Regions from separate parts of the Xenopus tropicalis genome. Here region 2 is linked to region 1. Evidence: chromatin contacts called from public Hi-C data. All regions are on one chromosome and are shown on one strand. The core of a region is the stretch at or near the end of the contact, and the rest is flanking DNA. Distances in the headings are between cores, read along the strand shown. Region 1 holds the start of ints7 (integrator complex subunit 7). Region 2 holds the start of LOC100328980 (NIMA related kinase 2).

What was found. A called contact is a pair of places that touch in the nucleus more often than the background predicts.
Region 2: a contact with region 1 is called in a Hi-C map of neurula embryo, with 2.5 times the contacts expected there. The contact joins the promoter of LOC100328980 here to the promoter of ints7 in region 1. A contact is called at or near these places in 5 of 5 Hi-C or Micro-C datasets (brain, gastrula embryo, liver and 2 more).

What each region holds. Positions count from the first base shown.
Region 1 is chr5:14,746,308-14,753,374 of UCB_Xtro_10.0, forward strand. It overlaps ints7 (integrator complex subunit 7), which reads left to right and starts at 3,001. Exons shown (of 20, transcript XM_002934697.5): 1 at 3,001-3,240; 2 at 3,909-4,038; 3 at 4,133-4,279; 4 at 6,689-6,826; 5 at 7,035-7,067. The coding sequence starts at 3,108. dtl (denticleless E3 ubiquitin protein ligase homolog) reads right to left here and starts at 2,825. Exons shown (of 15, transcript NM_204071.1): 1 at 2,663-2,825; 2 at 453-578; 3 at 1-6. The coding sequence starts at 2,714.
Region 2 is chr5:14,878,091-14,885,157 of UCB_Xtro_10.0, forward strand. LOC100328980 (NIMA related kinase 2) reads left to right here and starts at 3,426. Exons shown (of 9, transcript NM_001171185.1): 1 at 3,426-3,852; 2 at 4,981-5,198; 3 at 5,984-6,224. The coding sequence starts at 3,757.

The DNA of each region.
Region 1 (7,067 bases), core at 1,751-4,250:
CCGGCACTGCAAACACAGGGAAATACATGTTGATGCTCTTGTATTTTATCATCAGGTTTATATGTTTGGTGCTTACAAGAGGAATGGGCTGCTTTAATTGCACAGCGTTTTATTGCACAGCAATGTGTACATAAGTAGCACTATATAAATACAAATATACATGTGTAGGAAACAACAGTCAAGTGTTGGTGGGTAACAGCAAAGCACCACCTGCTGTGTTACCATTCCATTCCTGTTTATTCCATTGGCAGCTCCTGGGGAGCAGGGCCAGAAGGAAGGCACTCAGGGCATGGAAGGGTAGCACTAAGTACGCAGGAATGCTTGTCATGGTAAACAGCACGGTTCCTTTGTTCAACCAAAAGTTTAAGCAGGCTGTACATCCCAATTATGATTAGCAGATAAACTATTTTATGATCTATTTGAAAGATCAGCGGAGTGATGACAATAATTACCTGTACTAAAGGCACATCCGAAAGGTGGAACAGCGGCACCCAACTCCCCATACGAAGTATGCTCATCATGTTTGGCACATTGATAACATTGTAGCAGAGACTGAAGGGGGTGTGTAAAAGGGACACCTGTATGGAAAGGATAAAAAATATTAAAATCTGTTTTAGTAGACAAGACTGCTGTACACAATTTGTAGTTTAAAGGAAATCTATACCCTCAGAATGATGTTATGTTGACACATTAAAGAATCTCGCCAAACTGGAATATATATATCAGTAAATATTGCACGTTTACATCCTTTCCCTTGAGCCGCCATTTAGTGATGGGCTGTGTGCTCCCTCAGAGATCAGCTGACAGGAAGTGATGCAGCTCTAACTGTAACAGGAAGTAGTGTGGGAGCAAAAGGCAGAACTCTGCCCATTCATTGGCTGATGGGGCCTAGCATGTATGTGTGCCTTGGCTTGTTTGTGTGCACTGTGAATCCTATGATCCCAGCAAGCGGCCCTTAGTACTTAAAATGGGGTTTTCTATTTACGAGTACTCAATAGCTCATACTACTAAAAAGTATATTTTTAGAGAGACCTACATTGTTTGGGGGTAGTTTTCCTTTAATAACCAGTAATTTACAATATAAATTGTGCAATATAATCCTAGATTGAAAGAATTTTTATGGAGATTTTATAATATATATCAGTCCTTCAAGTATCTGCACTCAAATGCAAAACCCATATATATCGGGGTGCAGTTACAATACACAAAAAAGGTGGAACAGCGGCACCCAACTCCCCATACGAAGTATGCTCATCATGTTTGGCACATTGATAACATTGTAGCAGAGACTGAAGGGGGTGTGTAAAAGGGACACCCTCTGGCATTCCCAGTACCCAGAGGCACAAACAGCCCCCCCAGCCCAATAAATAGTGAGTGTCTGTGGCACCTTACAGCCCCCCTGGCATTCCCAGTACCCAGAGGCACAAACAGCCCCCCCCAGCCCAATAAATAGTGAGTGTCTATGGCACCTTACAGCCCCCCTGGCATTCCCAGTACCCAGAGGCACAAACAGCCCCCCCAGCCCAATAAATAGTGACTGTCTGTGGCACCTTACAGCCCCCCTGGCATTCCCAGTACCCAGAGGCACAAACAGCCCCCCCAGCCCAATAAATAGTGACTGTCTGTGGCACCTTACAGCCCCCTGGCATTCCCAGTACCGAGAGGCACAAACAGCCCCCCCAGCCCAATAAATAGTGACTGTCTGTGGCATCTTACAGTCCCCCTGGCATTCCCAGTACCGAGAGGCACAAACAGCCCCCCCCAGCCCAATAAATAGTGACTGTCTATGGCATCTTACAGCAGCCCCCCTGGCATTTGCCAGTGTAGTGCAGGCCTGAAAGAAAAATTTTCCTGATCCTTAGGTGACTGAGTGGAAGACCTGAGCGCCCAATACCATATTCTCCAATAAGCAGCAAGCTAGGGCTGTGCAGGGAGCCGCCGGGACACACAACTGTGAGGGGCCACATGGCAGTAGCGCTCTTATATCACTGAAGTTATAACAGCTGCTTTACAGCAATTACTCACACTATGTTGTCTGAGGAGACACTTGTGTCCAAGCAAAGGAATGCAAGCTCCTCTGATACTACTTTTTACTCTGTAAACCGTTTGCTAGGTTATTGTAAGACCCCTGTTTGTTAAAAATGAATGTACAGTTCTGTGTAACTTGCTGGTACTATATAAAGAATAACATGAACTGCTGCTTGCAATAGACAAGCTTACATTTCCCAAAACCTAATACTGCTATACAGATAATAATGTTAATAAGGATATAAGTGTGCCCAAGGAGTCCCCGTGCCCAAGGAGTCCCCGTGCCCAAGGAGTCCCATGCCCAAGGCACAGAGCCGCAGTACAAGCACTTTTATACTATCATTTAGCTATTTTCTATTTCAGTGAGTCATGTGACCAAGTTGCACCATTAAGCGCCGAGAATAAGGGGCAAACTACCAATACAATATTATATATATATATATATATATACACACACAGGCACACATAGGACACACACACCAAAGCTCAGTAAAATAATAAAGCACAGCAAATCCATGTATCCCAGTATATTTGTATAGTTGGGCAGGCAGGGCCCTCCCTGGGACTAGGAGCCTGGGCAAACGCCGCTCTATGTAACGGGGATAGATATTTTGGCGCAATGTCTGACACTCACCCCTTTGCCTGCAGCCCAAGCGAGGTTTGTTTACCACAGATCGAAACAACATGGCGAGGAATGAATGAGATCTCAGCTATGGCAGATGCGGATCCAAGCAGTAACAGCAGCGATAAAGGCCCCAAGGGAGAGCTCCGCTCCTGCACTCCTTCCCCTCACACAGCCCGCAGCCCAAAGGAACAAACCTCCCGCGAAAACCAAAGCGCCAAGAGAAGAATCTCCCGCGAAATCCCATTCTCTCTCCTGATTGGTCCGATCAGAGTGCCCGCGCAGTGCACTACGGGGATTGGACGGGCTCCAAAGTCTGGTTACGACCAATCAGACGCTCGGAGACGGTCTCACTAGTGCATTATGGGGATTTAGGAGCGGAGGCTGCTGATTTGCGCATGCGTTAGGATCTGTCATGGCGGCCTTGTAGGCTGAATGGGATGTTGTAGTGTGGGTAATGAGAAGGGAAGGTATTAGCCAGAAAACTAACATGGCGTCTGGCGGAGCTGCCAGTAGGGCCTTCTTGGCAGATGCTGGGCACGGAGAGCAGGAACTGGATGCCAACTCGGCGCTAATGGAGTTGGACAAAGGTATCGCTGCTAGCGAGAGGCAATGGGGCAGTAGTGGTGCTGCCATAGCGATAGCAACGATTTTATTTGTGGAACTCAAGACAGCATCGGTGTGACAGACAGCTGCCATTTTGATTAATATTGGGGTAACTAGTTTGAGATCCATTGTGAGGGGGGCAGTGTAACTCAGCCTTCTTGTGTAAACAAAAGGGGACTTTATCTTGTACATATAAACCAAGCAATGCTAATACAGCAGTGAGGGGGCATTAATTGGTAGGACAGGTGGCCATCTAGCCAACTAAGCCACTGAGAGAGTCCAGAATAGATATGGGAATTCCTTTTACTGTCCTTATCACCTGGGCAAAGGCAGGAGTTGTACAGGGATAATGGTGTCCTGTTGTGCTTTTTTGTAGTTAAATCATTTAGTTATTCCCTTTGGGTATTTATTTAACAAAAGTGTACATCATAAATGCACTACAACAATATATTAGTCCCTAAGGTTCATTTTATTTGTATGTCTAATTCTGTCTGCTATCTCTGCTTATTCCATAGAGGTAATAATTCTCATTCATCCATCTCATCTTGCTATACAGTATCTACAGCAAGTGGACTTACCGTGCTTTAGAATCATTAATGTCAAATCATTGCACCATTGTAAATGTCATTTTATATATATTTATCTCTACTAGGTTTGCGATCCGGAAAGCTCGGGGAGCAGTGTGAAGCTGTAGTCCGTTTCCCAAGGTTGTTCCAGAAATATCCTTTTCCCATTCTCATCAATTCTGCTTTTCTCAAGTTGGCAGATGTATTCAGAGTTGGGTATGTTCTGAATGACAAATATATGTGTATATGAGTATATGAGTCTCTGTGGGCTAATAACATATAACATGATTTTTTTTTCTTGCTTTTGTAGGAATAATTTCCTCCGTCTCTGTGTACTGAAAGTGACCCAACAGAGTGAGAAACATTTAGAGAAAATCCTGAATGTTGATGAGTTTGTGAAAAGGGTTTTCTCTGTCATTCACAGCAATGACCCGGTGGCCAGAGCAATAACTCTGAGGTAAGAGACGTGCTGACTGCAAAACCCTCAGCTCGTTCTATGTCAGTTTTCAGCTAGTGCAGGAAGTGTATGAAGACAAAAGAAATCAAAATATTCCTTAATTGACGAGTTCAAACCTTTGCTTGTAGAGCAGTTGGGTCACAAGCAATTTTGCTGGCACATGTGGAAGTCAGTTATATGAATCTGATCATTCAGTCCGTAGGCCACACAGACAGGTTGTTGAAGATTTGCTGCCCTCTCTCTAAAGGGGTTCCCTCTACATGGGTTGATGGCCACAGTGCCTTGTAGCTGCATGCGTGACCATGTTACATTGAGTATTTGTGTTTGTAAAAGGTAGTACACAGCCCTTTCTTCTCTATAGCAATAGTCAAGTCTAACAAGCAGTATTTGCTATTTCCTGTGTCTTTTATACTCCGTTTACATTGTAAACCTAAAGGGGACATGTCTTTATTTGTATTTTTAATTATTTATCTTTTTGTTCAGCAGTTCTCCCTTTTGGAATGTCGGCAACTGTCTGGTTGCTAGGGTCCCATTTACTATATCAACCAGATAGTTCTGTGAATGAGAGACAGGAATATGAATAAGAGAGGGCCTGAATACAAAAATTAGTAGTAAAAAGTTATTATATCGGGCTGATTGGGCCAGCGACTCCCAACAGCCCGATATAATTTGCAAGCTGGAAAGAGAAGAGGAGGCAAATAGTTATAATATTTAAAAAAAGAAAATGAAGACCAATTAAAAAGTTGCAAAGTAGAGAACATTCTATAACAGGCCCAGACTGGCTGTTTGTAGATTCTGGCAATGCCAGAGGGGCTGCTGTAAGATGCCATAGACAGTCACTATTTATTGGGCTGAGGGGGGCTGTTTGGGCCTCTGTGTACTGGAAATACCAGCGCCTCTGTTGGATCCCAGTTAAGGTCTGATCTATAACATACTAAAGAAGAAAACATTTTAACAGGCCAAATTAATTTTGTGACAAACATTTCAGCTACGTGTAAGGGAATTTACAGCCTCAAAGGTTCTTGAGTGTCTCCTTTAGTCAACACTTATTTGTGTGTCTTTCCCTATAAGGGGCTGTAGCCATTTATTTGAACAACTATCAGCTATTAAATGCTTTATCTAACCCCACAGCAATACATGGATAGTCTGGCTCAGCAAAGGAGGGATAGGGGTCAGCAACGGCCTACAGTTAGTCCTACAGCTCGGTGGTCTTCAGCTGCAATGGGGACACCAGAATGACAGCTGTCTGTGGTATATGTAGCATGGAAGCTGTATCCATAACGATCAACCTTGCTCTTCTCCTTCTCTATTTTCATTGAATTAATAGCTGATGCAATCTCCATAATGTTTGCTAAACTTATATCTGCACAGCTGCATGGGCCTCTGCAGCCCACCCGAGGACACCTGTTTGCAGCCCTGTGCTAATTGTCAAGGCTGCAGAATGATCATATCACTGAAATTTCCTTGAAAATTAGCCATGTTATAGCTTAACTAAGAACGACATCTCTCTATGATCGGGGCTTACATTTATTTCTAGGAAATTAAATAACGGGGAATTCTGCTAGTGCCAGTTTGATTCTGGTTAGAAGTTATAGCTCTTGTTTCACTGAGCAAAACCAAACATTGCCCCTTCCCCCTCGACCCCCACATTTAATCTTGGTTCAGTTGTTTTCCTCATTACCCAGTGTGCACTTCTACACCCCGCCTCTTAATTGTTTTATTACATGTAGTGAGCAAAAGCAAACAGCTGTAATGATATGCAGTTTGCCCACTGCTCAAAACCTTGTAACCCCCAGTCATTTTGTGTGATGGGGGTCATTTGTGGTATGGGAAAGACTGTGTAGGCATAAACTGCTACATCAGAATAAATAGTAAGTAAAGGGGGTTTGTTGTCTTTATCTCTCTTCCACCCTCTTAGGGTAAGAATCCACTGAGCGAGTTATTTGCCCGCGATAGATCTCTGCTATCATGTGTGAGTAACCGCTCCGAAAAGGCTTTCCACCGGCAACCATAGAAGTTGCTGCTCTGAAAGCCCTTCGCACCGATTTGCAGGCAACTTCATGCGACTTCGGATTACCGAAGTGATGCAAAGGGCATTTCCTCTGAAATAAACTGCTATGCTTGTGCAAATAATGCCACTAATGCCTTTTATTGTCTGACAAATTTGTCACATCGCATGTTTTTCAAAAATATTTGCAGCATTAGCAGGCGATGTGTTACGGACTGTTTTTATGAACTTAAATGGACTAGTAAATGGACGCTGTATTTTGTGTGACCATTTTTAGATGATGCTGCAGATATTAACCATAATGATATTAATCATTACAAGCAAACTACAGGTGTTACGAACAGAGATTACAGGATTTAACCCTAACAATGTATATATCTGTACATTTGTTATTATTGCAGGATGCTGGGCAGTATGGCATCTATAATTCCCGATCGCAAAAATGCTCATCACAGTATACGCCAGAGCTTAGATTCACATGATAACGTGGAAGTTGAAGCTGCCATCTTTGCTGCCGCAAACTTCTCTGCTCAGTCAAAGTAGGTAATTTCTTATTTCTATGGTGTAATGGCATCCGTGTTACCAAACACTGATTGTCAGGTCTGTTTGCTAGCAGCCAGGCAGTGTTGGGGAGAGTCAGTAGAGGCCAAGCGGAGAATTGCTAGCAATTACAGTATTGCATGAATGCAGTAACAATTTATTTTATAACTAAGATCAAATTATTTTCTTTTTCTCCTTCCCCACTAGGGACTTTGCCGCAGGAATCTGTAACAAAATTGC
Region 2 (7,067 bases), core at 2,176-4,675, 130 kb after region 1:
GGCTAAAGGGAGCCTAAGCTACTGATGGGTTACCTAGCCTAAGGGCCAATTGGGATAAGTGTTAAACTAAAAACTTATTTGGTGTACCAGACTATCCTGTAATACCTGCTGTTTGGCCAGTTAGGTAAGTATTTGGGGTAAGTGCTAGTTTGAAATTATATATATTTTCAATTTCTGGAATGGCAATTTAACCCTAAGGGCTCTGGCACACAGGGAGATTAGTCGCCCGCTACAAATCTCCCTGTTTGCGGGCGACTAATCTCCCCGAAATGCCATCCCACTAGCGAAAATGTAAATCGCCGGTGGGATGGCATACGCGGCGGCGCGAATTTAGTGATATCGCGGAAGTTGTCTTCAGAGGAAACTTAGCCGCCCGCGAACAGGGAGATTTGTCGCGGGCGACTAATCTCCCCGTGTGCTAGAGCCCTAAGGGTGAAGACACACGGAGCTACTTAGTAGCAGCTACTTGTCATGGCTACTAAATTCCAGAAAATCCCCTGCCATAGACAATACTGAGAATTGCCTCTGCTAAAACACACAGAGACAATTATCAGTAAATTATCAGCATTGTCTATTTTAGTAGCCATGACAAGTAGCTCTATATGCCTTCACCCTAAAACTAATGTATTCACAAAATGGATTAAGGCCTTAATCAATCTGACCTTCTCTTAATTCTAATTTAAAGGCAATAATATTTATTCCTTCAGTCAGAGGCGCTACTGCTATGAGTTTAGAAAGTCGCCTAAGGCGGCAGTGCCCAGCAAGTTACCAGGGGCAGTAAAAAGCCACTCTAATGGAGAGAGCACTACTGCGCCTTCCTAGTGATGGGGTAATGTCACATTCTGTTAATGCCTATAAGAGGGGCCTGGATGAGTTCTTGAACAAGCAGAGTATCCAAGGCTATTGTGATACTAATATCTACAGTTAGTATTAGTGTTTGTATATATAGTTTATGTATGTGAGTGTATAGATAGGTAAGTATAGGTTGTGTGTGCTGGGTTTACTTGGAAGGGTTGAACTTGATGGACTCTGGTCTTTTTTCAACCGTATGTAACTATGTAACTATGTAAGCCTTCAGTGTTAGTTTATTTTAATCTATCTATAACCTTTTAAAGGGGTTGTCCACCATGGAGTTAACGTTTAGTATGGTGAAGAGGGTAATATCATGAGATAATTTGCAATTGGTCTTTATTTTTTATTATTTGCAGTTGTTTTGCTGCTCTCCAGTTTGGAATTTCAACAGATAACTGGTTGTTAGGGTCCAAATTACCTTAGCAATCAGGGAATGGTTTAAATGACAGACTGGAATATGAATCGGAGAGAACTTGAATACAAAAATAAGTAATGAAAAGTAACAATAAAACTGTAGCCTCACAGAGCAATAGTTTTTGTCTGCTGGGGTCAGCAGTCCCCATTTGAAAGCTGGAAAGAGGTGGAAGAGGAAGGCAAGTAATTCAAAAACTATAAAAATTTAATAATGAAGACCAATTTAAAGTTGCCCATTCTGTAACATCCTAAAAGATAACTATAAGGTGAACCACCCCTTTAAAAGCTATTGGGGTGGTGGGATCTTCACAGTTACAGAGTTATCACTATGTGATTTGAATTTGGAACTGACAAAAACACATCGCAATACATGCATTTTTACATGCTCAACATGCATTTGTAAGTGCAGAAATATACACCTGTGTGTAACAGTCCTGATAGTAGAAAATGTAGAGAATTGGGGAGATATGCTAGCCCCCTCACCACAGAGCTGTGGGGGAATGTCAGTGATGTCACTGACGTGGGGGGATTGACAGCTCTGCATTAATTCCATATTCAAAATGTATGGGATTTGCATGAAACACAAGACTGTATTTTTACATAAAACCCATTGGACTCCTACATCTTCCCCAAAGAATAAACACCACCCAGATACCAGGTTTTGCAACGATGTTTGCAACACAGGTACTTTACCAATAGACACTTATTGGACTAATCCATTAGTTAATCCCCAACATGACAAAAGACTCAGACATCAAAGCAGTCTATGAATTCAAAGAACAGACTCAACTGTGCTTTTATTGCCCACTTGTGTTTACACAACCATAATTCCCATTGAGCCTGCCTCAGTCAGTAGGTTCTATGGCACCTGGTTTGCACATCATCAGGTTCATTCATATGCTAAGTACATGCACTGGGGTAATAAGGAGGTGGAAGATGGGCCCCTTACAGGCCTGGGTTGTATTCTATATTAACCTGAATGAGAATCCCCTAAAAGCCACTTGTGCCCTTTAGGGTGAAGGCACACAGAGCTACTAGTAGCAGCTACTTGTCACGGCTACTAAAATAGACAATGCTGATCATTTACTGATAATTGTCTCTTCATGTGTTTTAGCAGAGGCAAATCTCAGTATTGTCTATGGCAGGCGATTTTATAGCGTTTAGTAGCTGTAAAAAAGTAGCTGCTACTAGTAGCTCCGTGTGTCTTCACCCTTAATGACAGGTGATTAGAATTAAAGGTAGCCATACACCTTCAGATCCGCCCGCTTGGTGATATTGCCAAGCGAGCGGATATTCTCCTAATATCCCCCACCTACGTGTTGGCGATATCGGACAAATCCACACTAATTTGGTCGTTTGGCCCTGGGGACGGGTATAGGAGAATCGGATCGGGGGCCGCATCGAAGAGCCGATATGGTCCCCAAACTGACTACATTTTTTAACCTGCCCAATCGATATCTGCCCTATTTCAGGCCAGATATCAGTCGGGCAGGCTGTAAATCGCCGTTGGGTTGGCATCCGTGGAGCCAAAATCACTGAATTTTCCTCTCAAGGCAACTTCCCAGACTTTGTGACGCCGTGTATGCTATCCCAGCGGCGATTTACATTCTAGCCAGTGGGATGGTATTTCGGGAAGATTAGTCGCCCGCGACAAGGGAGATTTGTCGCGCGGCGACTAATCTCCCCGTGTGACACAGCCCTTACAGGTTATATAAATAAGCTGCTTTGTAGCACTGGGGGCAGCCATTCAAGCTGGAAAAAAAGTAAAAAAAGGACAGGTTCCATTACAGATAAAATATAATGGGGGGGGGGTATCTATTTACTGCTAACTACTCTGTGCCTTTTCTTCTTAGAAAAGAAAAAAAAAACTGTGCCCCCACAGCTACATGGCAGCTTTGTTTATGTAAACTATAATAGTCTATTTGAGGCACACACACCAGTTGCACTAGTGCAGGGAAACAGTATTGCACTATGTAATCACTTTTATACACTTTCATTTTTTGGTGTTACTGTTGCTTTAAACTACCTCAGAAGTCCAGTTTATAAACTACAGTTCCCAGCATCGGGGCCAATGGCATTGTGGGAGTTGTAGTGCAATTTCCGTTTGTGTTTTCGCGCCCTCCCCTGGCGCCGCATCAGTTCCCAGGAGACGAGGCACGCTTCCCACAGGTTACAAACGGCAGTTATGAAAGTCAAGCGTCGTAGTCGTGTTTTCCCTGCCCTCAGCCAATCATAAAGGCCTGACCTGTTCCGCATCCGCCAATCTGCATGTTTGAAAGACGAACGCTTGCAGCCATTGGTCTAACCTGGCCGGGCTCCCTAGGGCAGCCAATCAGCGAGTCTTTTAGCTGGAAGCCACGAAGTTTAAAAACGGCCTAGTACTGGCTGGAATGATACGCTTGTGTGGGGTTTAGGCGTCAAGGTGTTCGGGGCTACGTGGTGGATCTGGGAGTTGTACGTCGGTGGGCTTATTTCGTGCGGGGGCAGAGAATGCCGTCCCGGGTGGAGGATTACGAAGTATTGTACACTATCGGCTCTGGCTCCTACGGGAAATGCCAGAAGATTCGCAGGAGGTCGGACGGGAAGGTGAGGGAACTTCTCCTCGTAAGGCACCTGGGGGGTTGTTATCTGGGCCATTCATAGGAGGGGCCACTTTCAGCGGCGCTTAAGGATCTACCTGTTGGTGTTCTACTGCTGTTGTCCCCCCTTCCCCACTACTGGAACAGTGGCTGGGGGGGTCCCAGTGGGTCAGGGGCTGGGGGGGGGTCCCAGTGGGTCAGGTGCTGGGGGGGGGTCCCAGTGGGTCAGGTGCTGGGGGGGGTCCCAGTGGGTCAGGGGCTGGGGGGGGGGGTCCCAGTGGGTCAGGGGCTGCTGCCCTGCAGGCTTTTGTTTATACAGAGGGTTTCTCATTATAATCACATTATAAAAACCAGGAAGTTGGGATCAAAACTGCTTCTGGTTTTACTCTTTGCCCTGCTTAGTGCAAGAAATATCAAACAATATTGGAGTAAGAAGGGGCGCAAAGTATATAACAACAGTCAGTGAAATCTTCTTGAACCAATGAACAGTCTGCCAAGCAAAATGTATATAATGTGGTAACTGTTCACAGGAGAAGTGTCTTCGTGGTGCATGTTCAGTAAGGTGTGCAGCCACCTTATGTAGTAAGCCAATCTACCGATAAGTAAATTCACATTAAAACAGAGGGAGGCACTCCCATAGTGTAAGATCAAAAATACATAGTTTAATAAATTAAAAATTACACTTACAAACATCGGAGCATAATGAGACTGTTTGATACGCTCATTATGCTTCGATGTTTGTAAGTGTAATTTTTATTAAACTATGTATCTTTGATCTTACACTATGGGAGTGTGTCTCTCTGCTTTTATGTGAAGAAATATTGAAGCTATGCTTATGAATTTAAACATTAGGCAAAGCTATACCCAGCACAAATCATTAAGATCCTGTTAAAGGGTGTTTGCCGCGCATTTAATGCTCTCCGTGTTCTATTTTTAACTGTGTGGCAGCGCACTGTAGGAGTCTTAGGGCAGCTTGTAACATCTGCTGAGGGGAACAATTGGCCTCTCTCTGTAGGCTTGTTGTCAAGGCCACATAACCTGTTTGGGGTTCACATATGGACTGATGAGAGTGTATTTTTGGGAAATGGCAGACGTGCTTATAACACATGTTCTGTACCCCCCCCCCCTCTTCCAGCTGTTGGTATGGAAAGAACTGGACTATGGGACAATGACCGAGGCAGAGAAACAGATGCTGGTCTCTGAAGTGAATCTGCTGCGAGAACTCAAGCACCCGAACATTGTGCGTTATTATGACCGCATCATTGATCGGACCAACACTACCCTCTACATAGTGATGGAGTACTGCGAAGGGGGTGACCTGGCCAGCCTCATTGCTAAATGCACTAAAGAAAGGTACCGGCATCTAACAAGAACACTCTCCAGTAATGATCTAGTACATGGGCTGACACATTGATGGGCATTGATGTTTCTGCCAGTATTTCTATGGAGACGGGGATTAAAAATCTTTTGTCCGCTGTTGCAAAACTCCCTGCAGTGTAAAGGCCTGACATGTTTGTGCATAACCCTTACAACGCAATGCTGCTATTCACTGGAGTGTATTATAGTTTTGGCACAGGGAGTCTGGCAACAGAAAGTTTATCCAGGTCAGGGGAAATTATAGGAAGGCAACAAGTAAAGCTGTTGCGCTTCTTAGTGTAAAACCAGCAATACAGCCATGTGTTAAGATTAAGAATTGTAAGCTCTGTGGGGCAGGAGTCTAATTTCTTGAGTCTTTCATACTTGGCTTTTAATCTTTGATATAACTACTTTTTTTGTATTGACACCTGTTTTATTCTATGAATATATTGTTCTACTATACAGTGTAGCGCTATATAAAGAGATACATATATACAGAAAGCCAAATTCACTGGGGTGGTGCCAATTTGTTAGGTGCCTCAACTGAACCTAATCATTAAGCTGGGACCCCAGGCCAGCACCCCTTTCTAACTAGCTATGTTCCATTTTGTCATTTCTCAACCATATGGTGGGCAGTACCCATTGCCTTGGTATTTTTTACAGAAGAGGAGCCCCAGCCCCAGGGTCTAAGGTTAGGGATTTGATTTATTAGGGGGGCTGCCTACAAGAGTGGCAAAGTAACACTTTTAGTTTAAAATCCTTTTTTTTTTTTTTTTTTTAAGGCAATATTTGGAAGAAGACTTTATCCTACGTATTTTTTCCCAACTGGCCCTGGCACTTAAAGATTGCCACAAAAGAAGCGATGGTGGTCACACTGTGCTCCACCGAGACCTGAAACCTGCCAACATCTTCCTAGATGCCAAAAACAATGTGAAGCTCGGAGACTTTGGGTTGGCCAGAATACTGCATCATGACTCCAGTTTCGCCAAGACGTTTGTTGGCACACCATACTACATGTCTCCAGTAAGTATCTGGCTGTGATATTGTGCAGTTTGAATACGCTAGTGACTTGTATTGGGTTAGTATTCTAGGCTTACGGAACTGGAGTCTTTTCTTAGAAATCTGGAACTGTTCTCTTCAACACTGTTTTCCCTGAGTGTTGCAAACGCTTGCTCACTTGTAGCGGCATGGCTAGTTTGTCCAGTTTCCTCACTGCCCTTGAGTCTTGATGGCTGTATTGAGACATTTTCTTCTGTCTGGAAAGTACGTAAAGTTTGTTTATATCCAGTGCTGAAATATGGAGGTGGCTAGGTGGACTCTTCCCTTGCAACTGTGCAGTGCTAGCTTAAGGCCATCTTGGAAATTGTATCTCCGACAAGGTGCCTATGGCATCAGCTCGGGGTACAAGGTAGGCGATTTAAGTCACTTGGGGGTGCCTAACATTTTGGCACCCCCAGTGACTTTGCCTTTCCTTCTCCTTTAACTTTTTCTTTTAAATGGGGGTGGTGACAAAGATTGGAAGTACAAATAAACAATAGTGTGAGGCACAGCAGGATCCAAGACATTAAAGAGTAGAATTTAACAGATAAGGTTACAATGTAGTATTTACCACAGAAGGCTGATAACAGAGAATTGCATACAATACAAGGCAAAACTCTGAATGCATAGGCAAACAAGGTCTTTATGAGGTATTATGCTTCAGTGACACCCTGATACATGTCTAACCAAGGGGCCCAAATTTTTTATCACACATTTCGCAGGGTGTGTGTGTGTGTGTGTAAGTTTCTTTATGGTAGAAAATGCTTTCATTCAGATGGCTACAATGTCACTGACATTACCTGGATATAGCAGGGACTGATGTAAATG